Regions from separate parts of the Sus scrofa genome. Here region 1 is linked to region 2. The links are chromatin contacts, called in public HiChIP or PLAC-seq maps. All regions are on one chromosome and are shown on one strand. Each heading gives the region's core, a stretch centred on a gene start, on an enhancer-like site or on the middle of the called end of the contact. The rest is flanking DNA. Distances are from core to core; before and after follow the strand shown. Region 1 holds the start of LOC106505288. Region 2 holds the start of ARL11 (ADP-ribosylation factor-like protein 11).

What was found. HiChIP or PLAC-seq counts read pairs in DNA pulled down with a chosen protein or histone mark.
Region 1: a contact with region 2 is called in an H3K27ac HiChIP or PLAC-seq map of alveolar macrophages. The contact joins the promoter of LOC106505288 here to the promoter of ARL11 in region 2.

The regions. Positions count from the first base shown.
Region 1 is chr11:18,413,864-18,418,668 of Sscrofa11.1, reverse strand. It overlaps LOC106505288, which reads right to left and starts at 2,900. Exons shown (of 3, transcript XM_021065322.1): 1 at 2,080-2,900. The coding sequence starts at 2,283.
Region 2 is chr11:18,098,501-18,103,480 of Sscrofa11.1, reverse strand. It overlaps ARL11 (ADP-ribosylation factor-like protein 11), which reads left to right and starts at 3,056. Exons shown (of 2, transcript XM_005668400.3): 1 at 3,056-3,820; 2 at 4,563-4,980. The coding sequence starts at 4,622. All of the region lies in intron 3 of EBPL (emopamil-binding protein-like), which reads right to left.

The sequences.
Region 1 (4,805 bases), core at 1,651-4,150, 320 kb before region 2:
CTTCATGGGCTCCTGCTCCCAATAAATAAAGCTGGAAGCGCACCAGGAAGAATAAACGGGAGACTGAGCACTCACAGGACCGGTATAGGTTTGATGTCCACGAGCGTTTTCACATGGTAACACCACGTGAGCAGAGTTTTGGTTCCGTTCTGTGCAAGCTCTTCTCCTGGGAAGAGCACCCAGTATTCAAAACACGCAGGATTCAGCAGCTCTTCCTACCAGGGGTGGATACTTCCTTTTATGGGACGCCTGGGGGAAATCACCTGGTTTTGATGTGGTTTGAGTTTCAGCCTCTGAAACCATGAGAACTTCCCACTGGAGGTAAATGAGGAGATTCTGGCCTCTGTTCGTGTGCTCGAATTCACACAGGTGTCTCTGTTTTATTTTTTCCCGTCCCTACATGTGAGCACCTTTGACCTACCCTTGGGCTCAGACCCCTGATCTATTAGAGTGAGCTTGCCTTTCTTTAAAAATGGACAGGCAATCATATAAGCCCAACTTGCAAACAGCAGCTCAGCAAGGGAAATGAAACCATCAGAAGTCATCTAATCACAGGCCATCCAGAGCTCTGCCTTATCTGCTGGGTAATAAAGAACGGGAACTTCCTGAACCGGAAGGGCATCCAGTCAAAGAAGCCAAGTCACTGCTTGCCTCTGGCTCTTGGGGAGATTGCTATGCAGCTTAACCGGTGTCTACTAACTACAAAACATTGGCATAAGTTTGAACCACCTATGGTCTAGGAAAGGTTTTTTTGTTTGTTTTTATTTTTGGCAGGGTGTGCAGGAGGAAGATATTTGTTTTGCCATAAAGCAGAAAATAAAACAAATGTCTTTGAGGACAGGGATTGTTAAGATGGCAGTAGAAGGAAGGAAAGGGGAGAAAAGAATATCTCCTCTGAGGTGAAGGTACTTTTTCCAAAGGACTAGACTTTAGTTTAAGAGGGACACGTTTAAACAGCTTGCACAGTTCAAAACTGCTGTTTATGGAACTGAAAACCAAGAATTACTAGCCAAGAATTTTATATACATATATATATATATTTAAATCTCCACAAAGCAGCAAGTGGATGTAGAGCTGGTTTTGCATAGTTTTGAGCACAGGAGTAAAGAATTAGAGGCATCTCCCCAAAGGCACTGAAATCCTACGGCATCGATGGGGCAGTTGCAAAACGCAATGGGTGGGGAATTATTTCTCAAAACCCCCCGGGCACTCACCATCCCCCACCCCGTTGCTCCTTTCACCCTTCCTCCTTCCACCTCTTGAACCCAGGAGCAGCCCTTCTCAAGCTCAAGTCCCAGGACCAACTCTGCAGCCCCATTCCTCCCAAGCCTAGCAAGGTAGTCGGAAGGGAAGTGGGGGCCTCGGGAGTGAAGCCTTTCAAGCCCACCCATGTCCTTCAAGGCAGTGGAGGAAAGGATCTTTCTAACTGTACCTCTCAGGGGTCAGCCTGTTCCCCACCCCACGATGGTCAATACTCACGTAAAGTTGCTCAGACCACCTCCTAACTGTCCCCCCAGGATCCCACCCTAAGAATCCGCGCAGGTCCAGCCCTCTTTAATTGGCTGAGGTCAGCGTTTGAGGGTCCCTCCAGTCCCATCCCCCCTCCCCTCGCCCTCAGTACTTTATCTAATAGAGGAAAGAGCACAGTGGGATTGGCTGAATCCCTGCTGGTCTAGGGATGGGTTTTAAGCATTGTATACTATTGGAACCATGTGTGTGTGTGTTGGGGGGCCGGTTTTAGGCGGCTGAGTCCCACCCAAGCGAGTCCAGCTTCGGGACCTCGCACAGCCCCGGTGCCCCCTCGCTTCCCCGAGGTCAGGAGGAGCCCTGGGCCTCTGGCAGGAACTCTGCCCCTGCCCCTCCCCTCGGTTCCCGCAGGTCGACCCCCTCCCCACCCCAGCAGCCCGAGCAAGCCGTGGGGAGGGAAAGGGGGAGACGAAGGACCAAAGCTCCCCTAGACTAAGGCCCTGGGCGCAGCGCTGCCAAGGAGCAGCGGCGGCTCAGGGCGAACCCGTGCGCCTCAAAAGTTGGTCTCGCGCTGAGCCTGGGAGACGAGGTGCGGAGTCCGCAAAAACTGACCTGGTTCGCGGCCCCAGGACGAACAGGCTTCCAACACTGCTTCCGCAGGTTAGGTCCAACCTGGGCGGTGTTGCCGTGGGCGGGGTCAAGGGTCAGGGGTCGGAGGTCCCGCCGTCCGCCCATCAGGCTCTGGGGCAGCTCAGCGATGCGGATGGAAGAGAGGCCTAGCAGGGAGTTCGTGCTCCGCGGGGTCCTGGGCTCCATCCCCAGCGGGATTGGAGGCCAGGATGCCTGGACCTGAGTCACATGCCGGGCCTTAGGTTCCCCCAGCTCAACTTTAGGTGCCCTGGATTCAGGCCAGGTGTCCAGCTTGTAGTCAAGTGACCAGGCTCCACTGGCCACTGTCTGCCCCTCAAGGCTGCGACTTTAAAAGCTGGAGATTTCCTGATGATCCCCAAGCTTTTGGCATAAAAGCTGTGATTGGTGATTGTTCAACAAAGCAGATGGATGAGTGAGACCCTTCAGCTGAGAAGAGGGATGTAGGGACAAAGGAGGAGTCTCAGGTGCAAAGAGAAGAAGTTCAGGGAAGGCTCTCGGGAGAAAGGGCACGGGGTGAGCACCGCCCACCCACCAATACACCACCTCTTTGACACACTCCACGTTCAGGCCCCCCAGCCCCGTTTTTCCAGATACCAACACCTAGGTAGGCCTGCAGCCTGCAACTGCAAGCCCAAGTGTCAATTCAGGTATTTCTGGGTCCAGAGTCCTGACTCTGGGGAAACAAATGACACTCAGCCTCCAGGATAGAAAGTCCCCAGTGAATGCTTAGGACCGACCTCTGTGCCCTCTATGAGGCGAAGCAACGTGAGCCAGAAGGTCAAACGCACCTGGTAACCAAGCCCTCCTCTCTGGGCACATCCTTGGGGTTCTTCCAACGCCCCATCTGACCTCGGGTGGAGGTCCCAGTGAAGAGATCAATGTGGGCTCTGTTGGTGCTCCGGCGCCCTCTAGTGTCCGTCCCCTCTAACGCCAGTTCTCTGCCCTTCCTGCCTCTCTCTCCAGCCCTGAGGGCTGCACTGGCCTTGGGCACCTTCCAGCCCGATTTCCTTCCTCCTCTCGAAGGGCAATGACGTGCTCTGCAGATAAGGGTCTTTCTCTCTTGGAGTCTCCCAGGGCACTTATCCCTCCCCCCCCACCCAGAGGGGAATGGATAAAGATGTGGGGTGAGCCACACACACGCACAAACACACACACACACACACACACACACACACACACGGGCGCACGCACCCACACACAGAAATATCATTGCCATTAAAAAGAATGAAATAATGCCGTTTGTAGTAACACGGATAGACCTGGGATTATCATACTAAATGAAGTGAGCCAGAGAAAGACAATATCATATATCTCCTATATATGTAATTTTAAAAAAATGATAGGAATGATCTTATTTACAAAAGAGACTCGCAGACACGGAAAGCAAATTTATGGTTACCGAAGGTGAAAGAGGGGTGGGGGAGGGATAAATTAGGAGGTTGGGATTATATACATAGTACTGTATATAAAATAGATAACCGACAAGACCAACTGTATGGCACAGGGAAAAATATTCAATAATTAATAATAACCTATAAGGGGAAATAATCTGAAAAGGAATATATATATTCATATACTGAATAATATATATTCATATGCTGAATCACTGTGCTGGACACCTGAAACTAACACAATGTTGTCAATCAACTATACTTTAGTTCTTAAAAACTTGTTAAAAAGATTTTCAGTGAGTAGGAAAAAAATCTCTTGCATGTTTCATGTTGCATAGAATGCAATCAGAAATATTTCCACAGAACACATGGAACACTAAAATTCATCACCATAAGGTGAGTGAAACTCAAGTCTGGGGATTTTCTGTAGGCTTCTCAAGATTTCATCCTCATAGTTTAGGTCCTTCCCCATCAATTAGCTCCACTGGCCGTGACCCAGTTCCTGCTAAAGAGAAGAACAGGCTAACTGGAATGGGATGATCCCCAAATTAATGGGCCAGTGTGTGCTTGTCCCAGGATATGGGCTACACCTGCTTACAGGACTGGGACTTCAACCTTTAGCTCGTTAACTACAGGTCACAGTATTAACGACCATTTAAAGGGGGCGGTTGTGTTTCCTCAATTTAAGGGAAGCCTTCTAGGCATCTGACTCTTCCTTTTGTAGAGAATTCACTAGGAATAAGATACTGGTCTGAGGCAAATATTGGACAATCAAAAGATTTATTTTTTCCTGCTAACTGAAAATCTTTTTAACAACAACAAATTTTTTTCTCTTTTTTTGACCTCCCCGCACCAGGTGTCAAATCCAAGTCATGACCCAATCTTCTGGGTCGGGATCAAACCTGGGCCCCAGTGCTCCAGAGATGCTGCTCAACCCACTGCACCACAGAAGGCACTCCTAACAAAAATATTTTAAATTGAAATATAGTTGAATATAGCTCATTCACAACCTACATATGTAGCTGATGCATAACATATGTTAACGTGTAATATATATACACACCATTGTTCAAAGTTGTTATCTCACGCATCATAAATGAGATGAACACTTTGAAATTTCAATTAAAACATTACAGGAGTTCTCTTGTGGCACAACAGGTTAGGATCTGGTGTTGTCACTGTTGTGGCTTGGGTTCGATCCCTAGCCTGGGAACTTCCACATGCCACGGGTGTGGCACACGCACAAAAAAGGACATCATTACAATTGAAAGCATCCTCCAAAAAGCTGATCTGCTA
Region 2 (4,980 bases), core at 1,807-4,306:
AATTAGGTTTTAGGATCAGAAAATGTTTAAATAGTGGGCTTTTAAAAATGACATAAATGTCTAGAGCAGTCACAAGTTGGATTCAGGAGTTCCCATTGTGGCTCAGTGGTTAACGAATCCTACTAGGAACCATGAGGTTTCCGGTTTGATCTCTGGCCTTGCCTACTTCCTTGTTGAGCCCGGTGTTGCCATGAGCTGTGGTGTGGGTCACAGATGCAGCTCGGATCTGGCGTTGCTGTGGCTCTGGCTCAGGCTGGCAGCAACAGCTCCCATTAGACCCCTAGCCTGGGAACCTCCACCTGCTGTGGGTGCGGCCCTAGAAAAGACAAAAAAAAAAAAATAATAATAAAATAAAATAAAAAAGTTGGATTCAGGAGTTCATTGTTGGCTCAGCAGGTTGGGGATCTGGCATTGTCACTGTTATGGCTCTGGTCACTGCTAGGGTGCAGGTTTGATCCCTAGCCGGGGAACGTCCACATGCTGCAGGCACAGTTAAAAAAGAAAAAAGTTGAATTCAAATTCCAGAACTATTCTTTCTTGTGCAGAATTGTCCTGGGCACTGTGGGACATCTTTGGAAAGTGCTCACCAAACTTTCCAAGTGCTGCCACTGAGTCACTGGTCTCCGTTTATGAGTTGACCTGGGGACCTGGGCAGAAAGCTTTCTGTCCGCTTTCTCCAAGCCTGGGGAAAGCCTACCCAGGGCCACAGCTACCTGTAACCAGGCTCCCCAAACACACTGCACCTGTGGCAACCACCCCAAATTCAGACACACTGCTTAGGGCTCCACAGGGTTGCCTAACAAACGACAGTTGCAGGGGATGGAATTAAACATCTCAGAGAATTGCCACCTTCAGCATGGCTGGAGTGGTGACTCCCACCACAAGACCCCTCAAAGATGAATGGTAGAATAATAGAGGTCAAGGGTGCCCCCAGGTGGTCCCAAGTCAAAGCCCAAACTGTTACTTTCTGTGCTTCATTGCCTCCCAGGACAGCTGTCTGAAAGCTCCTCCCACCTGGGTGTCTGATGAAAAGCCTGCTTCCTTGTTGAGCCAAAGGGACAGGGCTGGAGTTTATGGAGGTAACTCACCTCCATACCCACATGGCCTTTGGGCAGGACTAGAGCCCCATTCAATATAACTGCTGTTTCCCTGGCTCTCTACTCCTCCAGCTTACACGGGACTTTAGTGAATGCCTGTCCAGACCCCAGAGGGAGATGTCTCTCTGAGTCTGAGGTCAGTACTACAAAGGGCCTCCAGGTGGCCTGCATGCTGGCCCTGTGGCCCCAGGCTTCACTGGAATCCTCAGGGCAGGAGTCTGGGAAGTGTGCCTCCCCTCATGTCACCTGCAGGCACTCAGCACCCAAGCAGCCTGGTATGGTGCCTCCAAGCCTTCAAGTCTACGGCTTCTTCCGTCTCTGCCCACCTCCCTTCTCCCCTCCCTTGGGCTCACACAAGGGGAACCAGGGCCAGAGTAGCACCCCTTTGCTCCCCAGCCTCCAAGCACAGGTCATCCTTTGCCTGCTGCACCGGTATCCTCTGCCAGTCCCAATCCTGCAAAATCCTGGCAAGATTCCCACTGATTCATCAGCCAGGCCCAGACAGAGCTGGGTCCCAAGTTCGTCTGATCGCCCAGCACCACAGGCAAGACAGACAAGCGCCCTCCAGACAGTGCTGGGCTGCTTTAAGACAGCGCACGTCCTTATAAAATCTGGTTTTAGCAATAATCCGAATCTCCACCCTCCATATCTGATCAGGTCGCTAATTCTCCACCGCCCCCCAGATGAAATCTGATCACCTTGGCCTGTCTTTAGTGAAGACCCCATTAGGTCGGTTTAGCCAGAACCCTGCTCTCCCCTGATGCTTCTTCTTAGTAATTTTCCATATCCACTGACACCCGCCCCCACCCCCAGCTCCTTGGCTATAAATCCCCACTTGCCCACGCTTTTTTCGGAATGGAGCCCAGTTCTGCACGAAGGTCTCTTCCCCTATTGCAGGACTATTCTGCAATAGTCCTGAATAAAACCTTTTTTTTTTTTTTCTTTTTTTACCACTTTAACCATTGTTCTGCTGTGGTTTTTCTTTGACTATAATTCTACCTCTAAATCCCTTCCATTATGCTTCAGTTTCTCACCAAAACGACTGTAGCCAGAACCACAGGCTCCCCCCAAAACCCAAAAGGACAGTGACATCAACAACATGACATAGTGGTGCCCGTGTTTCCAATTTTTCCCAATCGCTTCCTCCTGTTAAAATATAGCCACCTTACAACGACAGCCGCTACAATGAGGGGCTCGCCATTTGCAAAGCACTTTCTCAGTGAGCAACACGATACAATGAAAGAGAGATGAATTATAAATCTCAGCAAGATCATGAACAAATTCTCTCTCCCGTCTGAGCCATTTCTTCATTAGTAAAATGAGAGAATCCCAACCCCCATCTTGGTCCTTGACGATTTAGTAAAGAATGTGCCAGAAAGCAGAACTGTTACCAGCTATGAGCGCCAAGTCACTGGAGCTCCAGAGCCAAGTCAGAATCTGCTACAGAAGCAAAGGCTTCTGAGTGGTTAATTTTTTGGAAAATTCTATTTTTTGGAAGTATCATTTTTTTTTTTTACTGGGAAAAACAAAATGACATTGTTCAAGAAAAAAAAAATTAAGCAATAAGCTTAATCACCCTTAGTTCCACCTCATTAACATAACTTTTAATTTTTATGGTTTAACATATATATATTTATATACACACATATGTATGTGTATATGTGATACACACACACACATTTTGGTTTACCTGCAACATTAAACCTAATTTTTAAGAGTATTTTATTTTTGTTTGTTTTTGGTTTTGTCTTTTTGTCTTTTTAGGGCCGCATATGGAGGTCCCAGGCTAGGGGTCCAATTGGAGCTGTAGCCACTGGCCTACACCAGAGCCACAGCAACGCAGGATCCGAGCCGTGTCTGCGACCTACACCATAGTTCACAGCAACGCTGGATCCTTAACCCACTGAGCGAGGCCAGGGATGGAATCTGCCACCTCACGGATGCTAGTCACCGCTGAGCCGTGATGGGAACTCCTACAGGGTTTTAATCCTATTTGGGCAGCTTGTAAGCACACATGGTTCCAAGCAAATAAAAGAATCTCCAGGCACCAGAAACACACTGAGCTGAGGGAAAAGGGGGGATTCTCAGATTCCTCCACCAAGAGGATCACAGGATGGTGAGAGGAAGAGCAGTAGAAACAGCAAACGCAGATGTGGTCCTGAACGGGGGGCCCTCCCTGCAGCATAGAGTCTGAGCTGCTAAGAAGCAGGTGTTACTGAGGACGTTTTGTGCCTGACCCCAGCAGGTCTGCTCTCTCCCAGGGGCCAGAGCAGAGAGACGGCCTGCGGAGCTCGCCCTGCCCCCAACCACGTGGGAAAGGGAAACAGAAAAAGGAGAACCAGTAGCAGCCACTCGAGACTTCCCTCACCTCTCAATCGTGGGACCTGACTGAGCAGTGGAAAGCAGCTGCAGGGGAGGACACGGTCACAGGGGAGCTTTCAGCCACAGTCTAATCACATTGGGTAGTTTGTTTTTTTTAAGGGCCACACCTTGTGTCACACCACATGCAGGTTCCCAGGCTAGGGGTCCAATCGGAGCTACAGCTGCAGCTGCCGGCCTACAGCACAGCCACAGCAACTCTGAGCTGCGTCTGCGACCTACACCGAAGCTCACGTCAACGCTGGATCCTTAACCCGCTGATCGAGGCCAGGGATTGAACCTGCATCCTCATGGAGACTGGGTTCTTAACCCGCTGAGCCACAACAGGAATTCCCAATACTGAGGTAATTTTAATTTTTACTCTTCCACGCCTGCCATGAGGAACGAACAGAGGCTGTCTTATTTTCTTCCAGGGCCAACAGAAATGTACTCCTGGGGGTGAGATGTTCCTTCACCTGCTCCAGCCAAGGCTTCCCTAGACTAAGTTGGCATCAGGTCTTAGTCTTGGCATCTGGGATTCCTGTAATTCATGTGTAATGTTGTAGAGGTCACTTACCTCAGTAAGACACTGGAGGAAAGCCCTTTGCCCTGACTGGTACATCTGTCCTCAGTCAACAGTATTTATAAATAGCCACTGTTACAGGACACGCAGCCTGGTCCTATGGGGAGTTCCAAAGGCAGCAGAAGTTACCATGAGCCGACGGTCCCCCTCCCTCTGTGTCCTGACCCCAGGATAGCTTCCACTTCAGGGTTTAGGCTTCCAGGAGGACAAGAGAGGCTAGAAGCCACGGACCAGCAGGAATGGAAGAATCTTTCAGTCATTTCTACTGAACCAAGCTTGTCTAGCTGGAATTTGGTTGTGCCTCCTTGCTTTAACCACAGGGAATGTGAGCCTACATTCCATGTCTTGGGGCGGGGGGCTCCGCTCTGTAGGAGGCAGCCGGGAGAGATGGGTCAGCTGATTCACCCACCCCTACTTCCTGGCCCTTTCAGAGCCCAGGCCTGTCTTTGAAACCTGACATGCTTCCCTACTTTGGCCATAGAAACCCTTCCTCCATGTGCCTGCATGAATTTGTGTTCCTACAGAAAAGAATAGCTGATGTGTGCACCCGGCCGTTCTCCCCTAGGGTCTGGCAGGGGCCGCCATGGGGTCTGTGAGCTCCCGAGGTCACAGGGCGGAAGCCCAGGTGGTGATGATGGGCCTGGACTCGGCCGGCAAGACCACCCTCCTGTACAGACTAAAGGGCTACCAGCTGGTGGAGACGCTGCCCACCGTGGGTTTCAACGTGGAGCCTTTGGAGGAGCCTGGACATGTGTCTCTGACTCTCTGGGACGTCGGGGGACAAAGCCAGCTCAGGGCCAGCTGGAAGGACCACCTGGAGGGCACAGACATCCTCGTGTATGTGCTGGACAGCACAGACGAAGCCCGCTTGCCTGAGGCGGTGGCTGAGCTCAGGGAGGTCCTGGACGACCCCAGCGTGGCCAGTGTCCCCCTCCTGGTGCT